Linked DNA regions of Muntiacus reevesi: region 1 is linked to region 2. The links are chromatin contacts, called in public Hi-C maps. All regions are on one chromosome and are shown on one strand. The core of a region is the stretch at or near the end of the contact, and the rest is flanking DNA. Distances in the headings are between cores, read along the strand shown.

What was found. Hi-C and Micro-C count contacts between places; a contact is called where the count stands out from the background.
Region 1: a contact with region 2 is called in a Hi-C map of muscle, with 4 times the contacts expected there. The contact joins the promoter of RALA here to the promoter of CDK13 in region 2. A contact is called at or near these places in 2 of 3 Hi-C or Micro-C datasets (blood and muscle).

Annotation. Positions count from the first base shown.
Region 1 is chr6:77,075,705-77,083,480 of mMunRee1.1, forward strand. It overlaps RALA (RAS like proto-oncogene A), which reads right to left and starts at 5,999. Exons shown (of 5, transcript XM_065939134.1): 1 at 5,761-5,999.
Region 2 is chr6:76,902,855-76,910,434 of mMunRee1.1, forward strand. It overlaps CDK13 (cyclin dependent kinase 13), which reads right to left and starts at 2,551. Exons shown (of 14, transcript XM_065938553.1): 1 at 1,195-2,551. The coding sequence starts at 2,408. It overlaps LOC136170327, which reads left to right and starts at 2,543. Exons shown (of 5, transcript XM_065938484.1): 1 at 2,543-2,787; 2 at 2,861-3,078; 3 at 3,378-3,553. The coding sequence starts at 2,543.

The DNA of each region.
Region 1 (7,776 bases), core at 4,749-7,248, 180 kb after region 2:
ATCTAGTGTAATCTTTATCTCTGTACATGCGCAGAAGAGATAATACAATAAAACAATCAGCATCTCTGTCAAAGACACTCCTAACACCACTATTTAACATTGTTCAGGAGATAGTAATCAATGCAATTAGATACGACAGACAGACATATAAACACTGTAAAAGAAAAGGATAAAACCTTTATTTACAGGTGATATAACTATATATCGCAAAGAGTCAGACACGACTGAGTTACTGAACAACAAGGAACCCTATAGCTGGGCCAAGGAGAAGCAATGATAAAATACAATGGATAAGAAAATTCTGTTTATAATAGTAATAACAAAAGACAAAACACAAAATACGTAGGAATAAACAAGAAATGTTCAAAACTTATACAAAGTAAGTATAAGTGATTCTGCAGAGACAAAAAAGTGGATTTAAGAAAATGAAAAGATTTCGCTTATTTAAGATTAAGATCCAAAATCATCACGAGATCAGTTCTAAGTTATATAGTAAGTTTAATGTGATCTCAATAAAAATAGTGAGCTTTTCAATGGACTTAGACAAACTGATGCTAGAGTTCAAATAAAAAAATAAGACATGGAAGACTAGTAAGGAATATTGAAGGATGAGCAATAATGGGGAACCACCCTACCAGATATTGAATCATATACAAAGCCTTTATGATTAAAACAGTGTAGTACTTACTGGTACATGAATAGTCAGACATACAAAAGAATGAAACACACCCAATTGCATATGAAAATCTAGTACATGATAAAGGGGACAAAGTTTTTTCTTAAAAGTGGCATTAGAACAACTGGAAAGTCATGTGGAAAAGATAAAATTAGATCCATTCCTTATATCAAAACAGAAATATACTCCAAATGGATCACAGAACTGAATGCTCTCTGTATTGTAAATAAAATTGTATTAGTACTGAAGAAAGCATGGCTAAATTCCTCTCTAACCTGTGGGTAGCGAAAAGGCTATGACTAAAAATCTAGATGCAATAAATTTAATATATTTTATTACACAGAAACAAATTTTTGCAAGTCAAAAGAAAAAAAAAAAACACACATACCACTAGCAATGCCAAAATATAACTGGGCAAAGGATCTGCAATATATGGCAAAGCTAAATGACTAATATTCTTAAATATAAAGAAGTTTTAAACTCTGAGGAGAAAAGACCAAAATTTATTTAGAAAGTGAGAAAATAACATGAACAATTTTAAATATACAAAAAAATGGCCCTTAAACATATGAAAAAATGTTCAGTTCACTTCTAATACGAGAAATACAAATTAAAACTACACTGAGATACCATTTCTCATCTTTCAGATTAGCAGAAGCTGCAGTACTCATATACCACAGGTGGGAATTCAAAATACTACAATCCTACAGAAGAAAAATTTGGCAAATCTAACAAATCTTACATATACATTTGCCCTGAAGATATGCTTTCAACAATACAAAGAAACAAAGATTAGCATTATAATATCATCTGTAATTGAAAGATACTGGATATTAATTGTAGTGTAGTATGTTAGTCACTCAGTCCTGTCCAAATCTTTGCGACCCAATGGACTGTAGCTCCCCAGGCTCCTCTATCCGCGGAATTCTCCAGGTAAGGATACTGGAGTGGGTTGCCATTCCCTTCTCCGGGCGATCTCCCCAACCCTGGTCTCCTGCATTGCAGGTAGATTCTTTACCATCTGAGCCACCAGGAATAAGGATGTCATTAAGAACTGAAGAAGTTTGGGAACTTCTAACAAAGTCCTGTGTAGGCTTTTAAGAATGCATGGGTACCTGTAGTTATGAGGTTACTATAGACTGTGGTCAACAAAATTTATAATAGGCTAGTGAAGGCACTGTCCATAGTAGTATAAGGTAGATTTTTATGGCAGATCACACAAGGAGCAACTAGCCCAGTCTTGAAAGTTGTTTTTTTTGTGTGTGTGTTGTTGTTTTGAGAGATGGGGTTGAGAGAAAAAAAATCGAATCATGATACAATTTTTGGAGAGATATAAGTTAAACTTATATATGAAATTAAGGATAAAGGGAATTTGGATTTTATTAATTATCAAGAAGGAGGTGTGAAAAGGTTTTAAGCATGGGAGTATCAAGAATGCTCTAACCCCCAAAGTGTGGAGAAAAGATTGGGCAGGGAGACCCCAATCAGAGGCTGAAAGACTGCTACAAGAATCCAGAAGAGATCTAGATAGGGCAGCAGAACTAAAGCATCTGCAATCACTCAGCAGCGGGGCAGCCTCATTTTCAATGGATTACTACGCTAGCTTCTCAACTGCACAAGAAAGCAGAGATCCTGAGGTTTAAAAGACTACAATCATGATCTATTTAGAAACTGGGGATCTTTGCCCCACCGTCACAATGTATTTGGGGGTAGAAGTCATTTCATAACCCTGCTGTGCTTTATTCTCCAAGATGACATTGACAAACTCTGATATTTAGTTTCAATAAGTGAATTCTGCAATGAAACTGGATCCCAGACTTCAAAGAGATTATGTGTGTCAAGCAGTATGTCTGTCTACTGAATCTGATACAGGACTCTAGCTGTGGCATATTTAAGAATACTAATGTATTTTACGGAAGCCTGCTTTTTGGGTCAGAGAGAATACCCTCTGATGTTGAGAAATTAAGTTTTCACCTGCAGATGTAATAAGTCAAAGATGCAAATTCTTTTCTATAATTTATTCAAACATCTTTAAGAACTCAAGAGCTTTAATTTCGCTTTTTCTATACTGTAACCAAATCCTTATGAGTGCAATGAAGTAGTAAGAAAGATGTTTTAGAGCTAAAGAAAAAAAAGAAGAATAACTGTTACTAATGGGGGCTGGAGGATAATTTCCTGTATCTCCTTCGGTCCAAGAAAGAGCTAAAAAACAAGATTTCAGGAAAGGTCACTACAAACAAGCCTCCAACAGTCTTCTTAAATAGGGACTATTCAGCTACTTGAAAGGTAAAAAGTAATCATCAAAGTTGAGTTCCTGATGGTCTACTCTCCCAGGACGCTTACACGAACAATGCCCAACCATTTTTTCATCATGGCACACGCGGAAGGGGATAACATATGAAAGGTCATAAACAGAAGACTGGCTGCTGTCTGAAGCCACCTGGCCAGGGTCAGTGGTTACCCCAGGCCCCATTTGATGGCCAAGAATACTGAGGAGATCAGTATCTTTGCTATCTTAAAGCTCAGCTAAATCAAAAATTGAATTTTTTCTCAGTCTTTTAGGATTAATTGCAATAGCCAATGCTCTAAGCAATCATTACTTCAAAATCCTGACAACGTTACTCACTCGTGCCCAGCTTCCAGCAATTAACTTCACTTAGCCTTGGTAAACTATGGAAAAGTTACCTCCTGTAGTGTGGAGATTAAAAATAATACAAGTAAAGTTCTTATCACAGTGCTTGGCAGGCAATCAATGCTATTACCAAGAGGGTTGTTAAAATAAGGGAAATCTGACCTCTGTATAGTGGTTACGTCACTGAGATAAGAAACTGCAGGCTTCGGTCTCCTGAGTGTCTAAAATGAAAAATTTCATAAAACAATGAAAACCATGAACCATCTCCCTACTTCTTCAAAATCACAATCTTTTCCCCATGAATACTCAAAGCCTCTTAATCCAATATTTTAAAAGTAACTGTCTTTGCAATCCATGTACTTGTGCATATTACACTGGTACACAGATACAAGAAGTGATACTGATACATTTATTTCTGTTCTGCAGAAGCACAGATATTTGGAGAGAAAAGAAGGTATCAGCGCTTTTTTATCTCAACCTCACTACAGTGAAAATAACCCAACCAAACACAGGCAAAAATTATCTCCCTGATCAAATGGTAGACAATATTCTTTCCTACAATTAGCTCCCTTTCCCTGAAAGCCCTGCAAAGAAAGTGTTGTATGAAGAATTACTTCAAAATAATTGATACAGATGACTGCACACTCAGCAGACACACGGGAGAACAGCATCTGGATCGCTGAAAAATCGTGTGAAAGTGGCTATTGGTAAGTCATGTCAAGGTCGTAGCAAGAGGACTTGTTATGTCAGACTTTATGTACCCATGGGGAAAAAATGAGCCATTATAAGCAATTTTGCGATGTACCACACTATCCCAACAGTGGTAACTCCTGATTTTCTGTTTGATTACGATAGGGTATGGTTACAAACTCCAAACACAATTTACTATCACCAGGAAATCCTGATAATCCTGGGCAAAAAAGCTCAAGTGGTAAACATTTCCCACTGAATACAAGTTATTATAATGACCAATCACAACACCCCAAATATAATTTTAATCTTTCAGAGGAGGAGAGTTTTGGAAGGATGGCAAACGATTCTTCTTGATTTGTCCTTTGACCATACTAAAGAACGGAAAGACAAAGCAAAATTTGCATGTGCCCCCAAACTGAAACAAAAACACAAACAAAAAACCTTAGCCCAACAAAATAAATGACTACTAGAAGGCAACTGTGAGATCACCTATACATCCATTCACTCGGTGAAGAACTGTGTGAAAAACTTCTATATTCTGGGCACATGCCATGTAAGCACAGGGATGAGAAAGACATGACTCTGACCCTTAAGAAATTAAAAAACTAAAAATAATGTTTTAAGCATCACGAGTCATTTTATAATATTGCATTAATATAGACAAAAACGTAAGCTAATAAGACACATTGAAATATACTAATAAACATAAGCTAAGAGGAATACCTTTCCTTCGGTGGAAATGAATTTACTAATGAAATGTGTTATTCAATATGTGGAGCATGATTAAAATCGGAATTTATTTCCAGGACAAGAATTAACTCATGACACATATTTTATAACGATCCTCTCCCCGCCTCCCCCTCCCGACACAATTCGTAAATTAGGTGCTTTTTAGCTTCACAGGTAGGGCGTGGTCCCGGAGTTCTCAAACAACGTCAATGACACTTGGATGAGCTCTCACAAGTCTGGACATTCAGGTTCCCGAGAAAAGGCCAGTCAACTCCCTGATTCTCCCTAAACCTTGAAACAACACTGCCACCTCTCTGCGCCGTCACCTCCGCCCACTTACACACAGATACCCAGCCTGGAGCACACATATCACATCTTTCACTTTTGGAAAACCTTTAGAACGAACCACCGAGGAAACACCCCCTTGCTCAAAACACCCTTATCGCGTCCTCGTTTCAGAGGTTTGATTCTGGACTATTGGCTAAACCTGTACAGGAGCACAGGACCAGTTATTTAGTTCAGTGCGGACCATCTAATGACTTCAACCTGTAAAACCCATTCCTTTAACTGGCACAAAACCCCACCAGTGATGTTTAAAAAGCAACTGCCCGCAAACAGACAAGGAGAGGAAGAAAGAGAAGGAGGGGAGAGGGGCGGAGTGAGGCGCGGGGACTGCGGCGACGGGTCCCCCAGGTCGCGGGCACCGCCCAGGCGGGGACCTCGGCGCGGCGGGCCAGAGATACAGGGTGACCTTCCGACGAGGCCAACTCAACGGGGTGCCGGGCTCGGGGGACCCCGCCGCAACCGCCCTCTCTCGGGAAGTGCACTAGCCCGCACAGCAGCGAACACGGCGCCCCGGATTCCAGCTCGGGCTCGTCCCGCAGCTGGTTCCCGGGCAGAACGCGGGAGGTGCAATCTCGGCGTCCGGGCCCTGCGCCTGGGCCTCGGATCGCCGCCGCCCAGACACACCCCCGCCGCCGCCCGGGCGGCCCCAATCCTTCCCGGGTCGGCCCTGGTGGGCACCGCTCACCTGCACCGCAAGCCGGTCAGCCGCCCCGTGGGCTCCGGAAGCCGCGGCTGAGCTGGCTCCACCCGGATATTGCCCCGCTCTTGTAGCCTAGGAGGCTCCGCGCCGGGAGCGGCAAAAGGAGGAGTCCGACAGGCGGCGGTGGAGCCTGGGCGGCAGGAGGAGGTGGAGGAGGACTCCGGGCGCTCGGCTCTCGGGAGATCCACCCTCCTCCTGGCCGCTCTGCAGCAGCTGCCGCCGATCACTTCCGGGGCGCTGGGGAGTGGGGCGGGGCCGGCTGGGAAGCAACTTCCTGTCTGCGAGCGGAGAGGAGGGTGGGGGGCCGGGTCTGGAGAACAATGGCCGGAGGGCGCGGGCTCTCCCCTGTCCACTCTGTGAGTGTTGAAGGCGGGCTTCACGGCCTTTAGGGCGGCTCCACCCCCGGCTGTCTGCGCCAGCGAGGTGAAGTCACCTCCCGGGGGCCCGGGAGTGGCCGCGGGCCTCGCAGAGTTTCCCGGATCTCGGCGCCACGACGTCCTTGTCTCTCTTCTGGGGACCAGGAGGGGGTTTTTGGAAGGAGGGGGGAGAGCGAAGGCCGCCATCTTGCTTCTAGAGGGCAGCCCCTTCTCCCGAGGCGTCCTAGGGTGGAGGCAACTTTTCTGTGACCGGGGTTTCCCGAGTGGAGCCGGCGACGTGGGTCGTCGCGGGCCGAATCCCGGGAGATGAGTCAGTCGCCTGCCCTGGCTGGAAGGTCTGGTGGCCGCCCTGGGCCTCTTATCCTCCTGCTGATCCCTAAAGAATTGGCATCGGTGGATAGTCGGATCCTTTGCTGAGGATTCCCGAGCCTCCTACGACAGTGCGGCTCTGATGTATGGTGTGGCATTGAGATCAACCCGCAGCCCCATCGTGTAATTTGGGAACCTAAATTGGAAGTAGTTCCACTAAATCGTTTGCTTTATTTAATCCATCCACAGGTTCGAAGTAAGAGCGTTAGACTAATACCCGTTAGCAGCTACAGTCTTGTCTCTTGATACTTAACTCCCTTCTCCTCCAGCCTCCCCACCCTCCAACTGAGTATCAACTCGGCTCTTGACACAGTCCATTCAAAGGATGCCCACTCTAATGAAAACAAGTAACTATGGTTGGAAGTGTAGTATATCAAGGTATAGAGAGAAAAGAACGGATGAGTTTACTGAAACTGCTTTAAGCTTTTAAGGGGGATTTTACAGCACCAAAAAGGGGTGGGGTGGCAAATCCAGATCCTGACAAAAAAGGACTGCAGCAAAGGAACAAATAGTATTGAAAAGTCTGAGTAGTAATTACAGGACTTAAAAGTTCAAGCCTGGGCTGCTGAAAAAGATGAACCTGAAGTAGCAGACAGGAGCCAAACATGAACCGTCTTATGCTGTGCTGAGGCAATGAATAGAGGAATGGCCTTGGACAGATTGATAATACAATTTAAATTGGTGGGGGATAGATTAGCTGAGGGGAGGAGCAGGGCAAGCAGAGAGCTTGTAGACCAGGGGCCATTATAGAAATCAAGAGAAAAGAATCATAATGTGAGTGGCAGTGAACAACCAAAGATGAATTCCTAAAGTACAGAATGACAAATGAACTGGTTATGACAATTGATTCGTGGGGGGCAGGTGCTTGCTGGGTAAAAGAATGGAAATGGAAATGGCTGTAATTATGTCTTGTCCTGCTTTTGGGGGGAGGATAAAGGTGTATTTTACAAATAGGGAAGGATTGGGATGGGGTGGGGTGTAGAAAATAACTGCCATTTTGGACCTGGTGGATTTTAAGTGTGGATGGTGCTGTCTAATGGCAGTTCCTATCTATATATCTAGAGCTCTGGGTAGGATGTGGTATGAAGTAACAAACACCACAGGCTTGTATTACCACATTCAAGCCAACTGTGCAGTCTTGCTTCATTGAGCACAGATTTAAAACCACTTCTCCTTTCTTCCTACTTTTTCTTGGGAAAAATGGTGAAGTATTACATTAAAAAAAATCCCCATGTGGTGATACATAATGATCTTC
Region 2 (7,580 bases), core at 1,301-3,800:
TAATTTTACAGGTACACATATTGTATTCAACATAACCACGCTCAGCAGCTGCTTGGCATTATTGAAAAGACCAATAGAAAAAAAAAAACCGACAAACATTTTCTAATACCCTAAAGTCTAGAATTCCTACACATCTAAGGGAATTTAAGAACATGAAATATCCTCAAAAGTTACTTTCAATTTATTTTACTCAAAAGATATAAATTTATATCAAGGCACACACTTTTTTTGGAAAATAGTATTACATAACAGGTAAGGCATAACAGATGCATAAAAGAATTACTCCAATTTCACTAGATCAAATTATACTTTTCAATGATACTTGATCAAAAATCCTGATACTCAAAGGTCTAGTTAACTTTAATGTAAATAATTTAAATAGCAGATAGTGTAATAGTGTAAGAAACGTTCAGTACTAAGTCATTTACTCGGTCACTATGCTGGATCACAGCAACTAGACTGTATTTAAATGACGTTATCAGCAACTGAGTGTCACACAAACAAACAATGAAACTACAATCTCGTCATTTTTTTCTTTCTAAAACCAAGACTGGAAGGTCAGGTGAAAAAAATATTTCACACAAGAATATAAAAGAAGCATCTTCAAAATTTATAACCATGAGACTTCACTTCAGCTGTTTCACATACTGAAACAACGAACTTTACAGAAAGGCTGCTTCTCCCACCGCTGTACTCCTCATATGCAACATACGCAACCCACACCTAACTTTGACATCAGCACCTGGTGCCCACTCTCCAATATTTACTCCCTAAGCCGCAACCCAGTTCTACGTCTCCAGCAATGAAACCTCTTCTGAAAGCTTTCAAATTGTGACAAATCCAACCACCTCTCGGTTGGGTAACCAAAGCAACTGGGCTGGGAAAAGCTAAGAGCAGTTTAGAGAAACCTGTTAATATATCAATGCAACAAGTTTAAAACTTTGAACTCTTCCCCAGAACCCTTCCTTTCCAGGGCGAGGAGAGTCTGCTGGACCTGTCGCTTTGTCCCCTCCAAACGCCCCGACAGGGGTCCCGGGCGCGCGAAAGCGCCCCTCCCCACCGGAAGCCCCGATCGAGGTGGGGTTTCTCGCCCCGCCCGCGGACCCGAATTTTGCGAAGTCTCATCACCTCCAGCCCAGCCTCCGGGCTCTGGCCGGCCCAGCCCGTGACGGACGCTCGGGACGCCGAACTCACCTGATCACCGGGCTGTAGGGGCTCCGGGAGCGGCGCCAGCTGCTGCTGCTGTAGGGGCTGGGGGACACGTCGCCGCCGCGCTCGTAGGAACTGTGGCGGCTGTAGCTGGGGGAGCGGCGGCGGCTGTAGGGGCTCGGGGAGCGGGCCAGCCGCCGCGAGTAGGGGCTGCTGCCACCTCCCGCCGGACTGGGAGACTTGCGGCTCCGCAGGCTCTGCGAGGCCCGGTGGGACACCGGGCTGTCGTCCCGGCCTCCCAGCGGGCTCAGGGACCGCTGCCGCCGCCTGTAGGCCTTGGGCTCGGTCTTGTCCTCCCGATAGGCCTTGGGCGGCTCCTTATAGGCCGAAGGCGGTTCTTTGGACGATTTAGTCCGGCTCCGATGGGCCTTCGGGTCTCGGTCCTTACGGCTGCTGCTGCTGCTGGACGTTGCCGAGGCGCTTTTCCGCCGGCCGCCGCTGCTGCTGCTGCTGCCGCTCTTGGCGGCCTCGGCCCGCTCCTCGCCGCCGTGGCCGTGGCGGCTGCGGGACTTGGAGGCCTCGCCGCCGCCGCGCTGCCCGTCCCGCCGTCGGTGCTCGCGGTGGCGATCTTTGCTGCGGCCGCTGCTGCTGCGGCGGTCCCGGCGGGGCCTGCGCTCCGACCCCTCCCCGCGACGCTGGGTGCCGGAGGAGGAGGCCGGACTCCCGCCGCTGCCCCCCGTTCCCCCGGCAGCCGTCGCCGCCGTTGCCGCGCTGGCCCCCCCCAGCAGCAGCCCCTGCTCGGACTGGGAGCTTACATCCTCGTACTCCACCAGCGGGGTCACACCCCCGCCGCTACTAGCACCGCCACCGCCGTCCTGCTGCGGCTGGGGCAGCGAGAAGACCCGACGCTTCTCCGCCTCCTGCCCGGCGCGGGGTCCGCGGCGCCGCTTCTGCCGCCCTCCTGCGCGCCTCTTGCCTCTCGCCAGCCGCTTGACCTCCAGAGGGGGGCCCGGGCTGAAGCAAGAGGAGGAGGCCGCGGCGGCGGCGGCTGCGGCGGCGGCCGTGCCGGGAGCAGCCAGGAAGAGCAGAGGCGGCGGGGGCGGCGGCGGTTGCAGGAGCTGCGGCTGCAGGAGCGGCAACAGCAGCGGCGGCTGCTGAGGGGACAGGAATCGCCTCCGTTTGCGGCGTTCCTCCAACTTCTTCTCCGCCCAGCTCAAGCCCCCGCCTCCCCCCAGCGCCGTGTCCGAGCTGCTCGGCATCGCCTAGAGCCCGCCGCAGAGCGCGGCGCGGGTGCGGCCTCCTCCCGGGTCAGATCCTGGCCATCTCCCCCGCCGGAAACGGGAACGGCGGCAGCAACGGCGGAGGGACACCGAGCACCAGGGCCGTCCGGGAGATGCGCCACGATAATCCGGATCGGGACTTGGGTCCCTGGGTTCCAGGTCACAGTGGGGTACGTAGCGGCCTCCGGGCCCGAGGGCAGCCGGACTCCGGGCGGAGGAGCTCCCGATCGCTCTCGTCGTCCTGGCTTCAGCCGCAAAAACACCAGATGCGCCGGGCGCTGACCTGCGGGGGAGTCCGGAGTCCTCCAAGTGCCCCCCAGGGGTGGGGGGAGCGGCCTCGGCTGCGCTCTCGGCTCCGGTAGCGCAACGCGGAAGTACCACCTTCGTCGCCGCTTCACTTCATCGCGCCCTGACGTTGGGTGCGAGTTCAGGGGAGGGGAGTGGGCGAGACAACAACACGCCTCCGCCGCCTCCTCCTCCTCCTCAGCGTCGACGTCGTCCTCCTGTAGTGGCGGCGACACACGACGGGCGCCTAGGAAGTGGCCTGGGCCTGACAACAACTCCCGGCCTAAGGCCTCGCGCACTCTGCGGCCCGCAGGGACGGTCGGCGGGGCGGGGCGAGGCGGGGGCGACCCGGCTGCGGCTCACGGTTGGGGCAGCGAGTGTGCGGGGCTGGGCGGGGGGCTGTTTCCGGGGAGATGGGGGCGGGGGGGGCGTTTCTGAGTCTGAGGCGGTGGGTAGGGGCCCTGACTTTCTTCTTCCTCCGCCGCCGCGAGCAGCGGTGGCGGTGCTGCCCTTTCCCTTCGCTCCCCCCCTCCACGAGGAGGCTCCTGGAGTGCGCGGCCGGCCCGGCTCGCTCCTCCCCTTCCCTCTCCGCTCTTCGTCAGGAGGAGGGAGGACGACGGGACTTGCTGGTTGGGCCCTAACCTCCGCAACCCCTCCTTCTAGCCTCGCTCTTTCGGCCTTTCCCCTCGGCCCTGACGCAAGGCCGGGGGCGCGCACGCATGTCGCGCTCCGAGAAAGCCGAAGGTGACTGGTGTCAGGGGCAAAGGAGGCGGGAACAAAGTTACCGCGCACGGACGTGCTCGCTTCCGCCAAGCGGCTGGCTCCGGGCCGGAAGTGACGTAAGTAGAGACAGCTTCACGTCCGGTGAGGGTGGGCCTCTGTGTGAAGAAGGGTTAAAGAAAGAAGATTCATGTGCCGCCCACTGCTGTCGCTGGAGAATCGCAGTAATGGCACGTTGGTCGTGCCTGTTGCTTGCATCCAACGCGCGCTGCCGGCTCCGGATCACCGCAGGCGCCGTACCGCCTGCCTGTTGAAAGGTCATGGCGAGAGCGAGAATCTGAAGACTCAGGAATACGCCCTTAATGGCTTTTTGGGCCGGGTAGCCACCCCGTCGTCTACCCTCAGCCAAGCCCGGGAGTTGGAACAGCTGCGAGAAGGGAAGAGAGGGCGCCCTGCAAAAGAGGGTGGAGGTGGCATTAGCTTAAACTATGTCATGTACTCCCAAGTTCCAGGCCCCGTGTTAACATAAAAACAGTTGTAAATCAGAGTCTGGAGTTTTCATTCCAGTGCTGAAGTTAAAATAACAAATAAGAGGAATAATGAAACGTCACGAGGGTCTCAGAATTATTACCAACGGCCTTGAAGTCAAAACACCTTGCTCAAATGAGAATTGTCATCTTGTCACTTCACCCTCTTTCACCTTAACTATCTAAATCTGTGGGTCTGCAGAACATAACCATTTAGTGATCTCAGGTCTCACTTTTTGCATTACCAGCCTTGTCTTTCAGTTATGTCCTGGGCACTTAAGACAATGAGATTAAAACTTAAATGACTTACTGTTTTTTGGGTTTTTTTAATTGACGTATACAGTTGATTCAAACTGTTGTGATAGTTAATGGTGTATAGCAAAGTGAATCCGGTATACATATATCCATTCTTTTTAAGAATTCTTTTTCCACATAGGTGTTTACAAAGTATTGAGTAGAGTTCCCTGTGCTATATCTTACTGGCTTTTATTATAGTTGCAAAGAAAAGCTGAGTACTGTGTTGTGGCCACATGTAGTCACCCCTTTTCAAGTTTATTTGTTCAGTCCATCAGTTTGTTCTTGGTTCTTAAGCACTTGATATCCGTCTTTAATTCATGCTTTAGTGTAAATAATTTTAATTGATTTGACATCCTCTAACACTGTATCTAAGTCTGGATTCATCTAAGATAAAATCAGACTTTCCTAAAAGAAAGTACAAAAGGTGTTGGCTGAAGGGTAGGTGATCTTGAAATCAGTTCATTTCCCAGGAGACCACACAGTAGGACCTACCATGCAGCTAGAAGGATGTGATAAGTGCATTGGGAAACTGAATAGTAAGAAGCAAGGCGCCTAAAAAACGTTTCTCCGTGGCAGTATTGCTGAATGAATTTCTTGCAGCCTAAACTAGCTGGCAAGCAGCTTTTTCCAAAAACTAGGATCAGGCTGCGCTATCATCCTACTTTGAAGGGCCTGGAATAATAGAACAAGGAGAGCAAAACAGGTTTATCTAGCAGTTCCTCACATGCAACAAATTTCATGTAAGAATACCATCTTCTATTCTGTACTTGCAAAGAAAACTCTTTCCATAGAAAACGAGTAGCATACAATCTAAGTTGCAAACAGAAAACATGTACTAAAATATTTTTAGTATTGTTCTGCCACCCTGTATGTTTCTACAAAGATTCCATCTTGGGCAGGGATTGGGGTGGGGGGAAATGGGGAGAAGACCAAGAAGTGAGGCACCTTGAGCTCCCCAAAGAGAGCTACTCTCATGCTTTGAAATACTAATAATTAACAGGGTTCAAACTCCCCAAAAATGAGAAAAGACCTTTAAATTACAAATCATATGTTTCTATAAGCTTGTCTACTTACCTTCATTGTAAAGAGACTTTCAATTGCCACCTGAGACTATATTTTAGCCTTTTACTGTTTGTGTGTTATGTCATATTGTCTACTGGTTTTTAGAAGAGAGAAAAGGAGGTGGTAAGTTTTCTTTTGTTTGTTTTCTTTGTTTAATAGCTCATATCATACCATATCAACTGTTCTTAAAGTATAGCCTGAGACTACAACTTTTTCAATGAATCATGCAGTCAAAACTATTTTCATAATAAGACATGATTTGTCCTTATTCTTCTCATTTTTTCACAGATCTACCGTGGAGTTTTCCAGAGGCAACGTGACATGTGATGATTGTGTCATATGTTTTCTAGAATGTTCTAAAGTATTAGGTTTCTGAAATGTGTGAACATTTGAAATATCTGCCTAACTCAGTGAAACAATATTTTCCAACTGAATAATGGATGATGTTACAAAATCATGAGTTAAAGATTCATTCAAAGTGCAGAACAGACTGATGTGCTTTAATGTAACAGTACAAAAAGTTAATTGATATGATTTCAGATCTCAATTTATAATAAACCTTTAAGAAACTACTGTGGAGGGGCTTCCCTGGTGGCTCAGATGGTAAAGAAACTACTGTGGAGTTTTGGTGTAGTATCAAAGAATAACCATAATTATCTAGAAAAGCTATTAAAATACTCCCTCACTTTTCCAACAGTGTATCATATTCATACTTTTCTATCATAACGTATTGCAACAAATTCAACCCTACTAAACCAGTCCAAAAAATCTGTAGAAAGGTAAAACATGGACCCTCTAACAGTTTTTATTTTATAAAGATAGTTTCTTTCATTTAAATATGTTAGTTGTGTTAATACTTGATGAAGTTATCTTAAGTGAATAAAATAATTTTTTCGGCCACAAAGAGTGGCTTGAGGGATCCTAGTTCTTTGACCAAGGATCCAGTCCAGGCCCTTGACAGTGAAAGTGTGGAGTCCCAAGCACTGTACTGCCAGGGAATTACCTAAATGAATATTTTTAAATTGTCTCTATTTTTATTTCTAATATCAATAGATATAACTCATATAAACTAAAGCTTTTTTATGGTGCTCAAATTTTTTTTTAAAGTGTAAAGGGATCTTCAGACCAAAACCTTTGAGAGATGTTACACAAAACCGTTAAAATTCCACTTCTTCCATTCATGCTTCTGATGGTATGAACACTTCACAGGTCATGCACTGTAATTCCAGCATCTTCCTTGTAACTAAGAATTTCTGCAGTATCTTTCAACATTGCTCCTCCTTTAGAGAGGTTGGATGTTTAACTTTCAGTTAGGTTTTTCTTAGTCTTGAAAAACTTAAACTCTCCTTATTTCAGCCCACTATCCTTTATCATAAAGAAGAATATCAAGCTTAGTATTGTTAAAAGAGAGAAAAGCAAAGCCAAAACAATAAAACTTTTCAATTCAATAATAAAATCAAATATTGACTAGTATCTACCGAACACTTTCTGTGTGTCAGGCTTTGTCCTATGTGCTTTATATTTATTTTCTCATTTAATTCTCTCAACTGCCTCTAAGGGGCTTCCCAAGTGGCACAGGGTAAAGAATCCACCTGCCAATGCAAGAGACATGGGTTCAGTCCCTGGCAGGAAAGATCCCATGCAGTAGGAAATGGTAATCTGCTCCAGTATTCTTGCCTGGAAAATTTCATGGACAGAAAATCGTGGCAGGCTACTGTCCATGGGGTTTCAAAGAGTCCCATGCAACTAAGCATGCACACTCACACCTGCGTTTAAAAATAGAATAACCATAGTCCTCAGCTTGCCTGGAGTAGTCCTTGCTTGTGCCACTTGTACAAGCATGATTATTAATAATATCCCCCTTCCAATATGGGGCTTCCCTGGTGGCTCAGATGGTAAAGCGTCTGCCTGCAATGTGGGAGAACAGGGTTCAATCCCTGGGTCAGGAAGACCCTCTGGAGAAGGAAATGACAACCCACTCTAGTACTCTTGTCTGGAAAATTCCATGGATGGAGGAGTCTGCTAGGCTACAGTCCATGATATCTCAAAGAGTTGAACATGACTGAGCAGCTTCACTCACTCCAGAATATAAATTTTTCAAGTTTGGACACAAATTATCTGATCACCTTTCCTGTAAAAAGTACTATCAGCAGTTTACAAATTAGGAAACCAAGGCATGGAGAGATTGAGTGTCTTGCCTAAAGTATACTGCTAGTTAATGTGGATCTGGGATCCTAAAGAATAATGAACTGTTCCATAA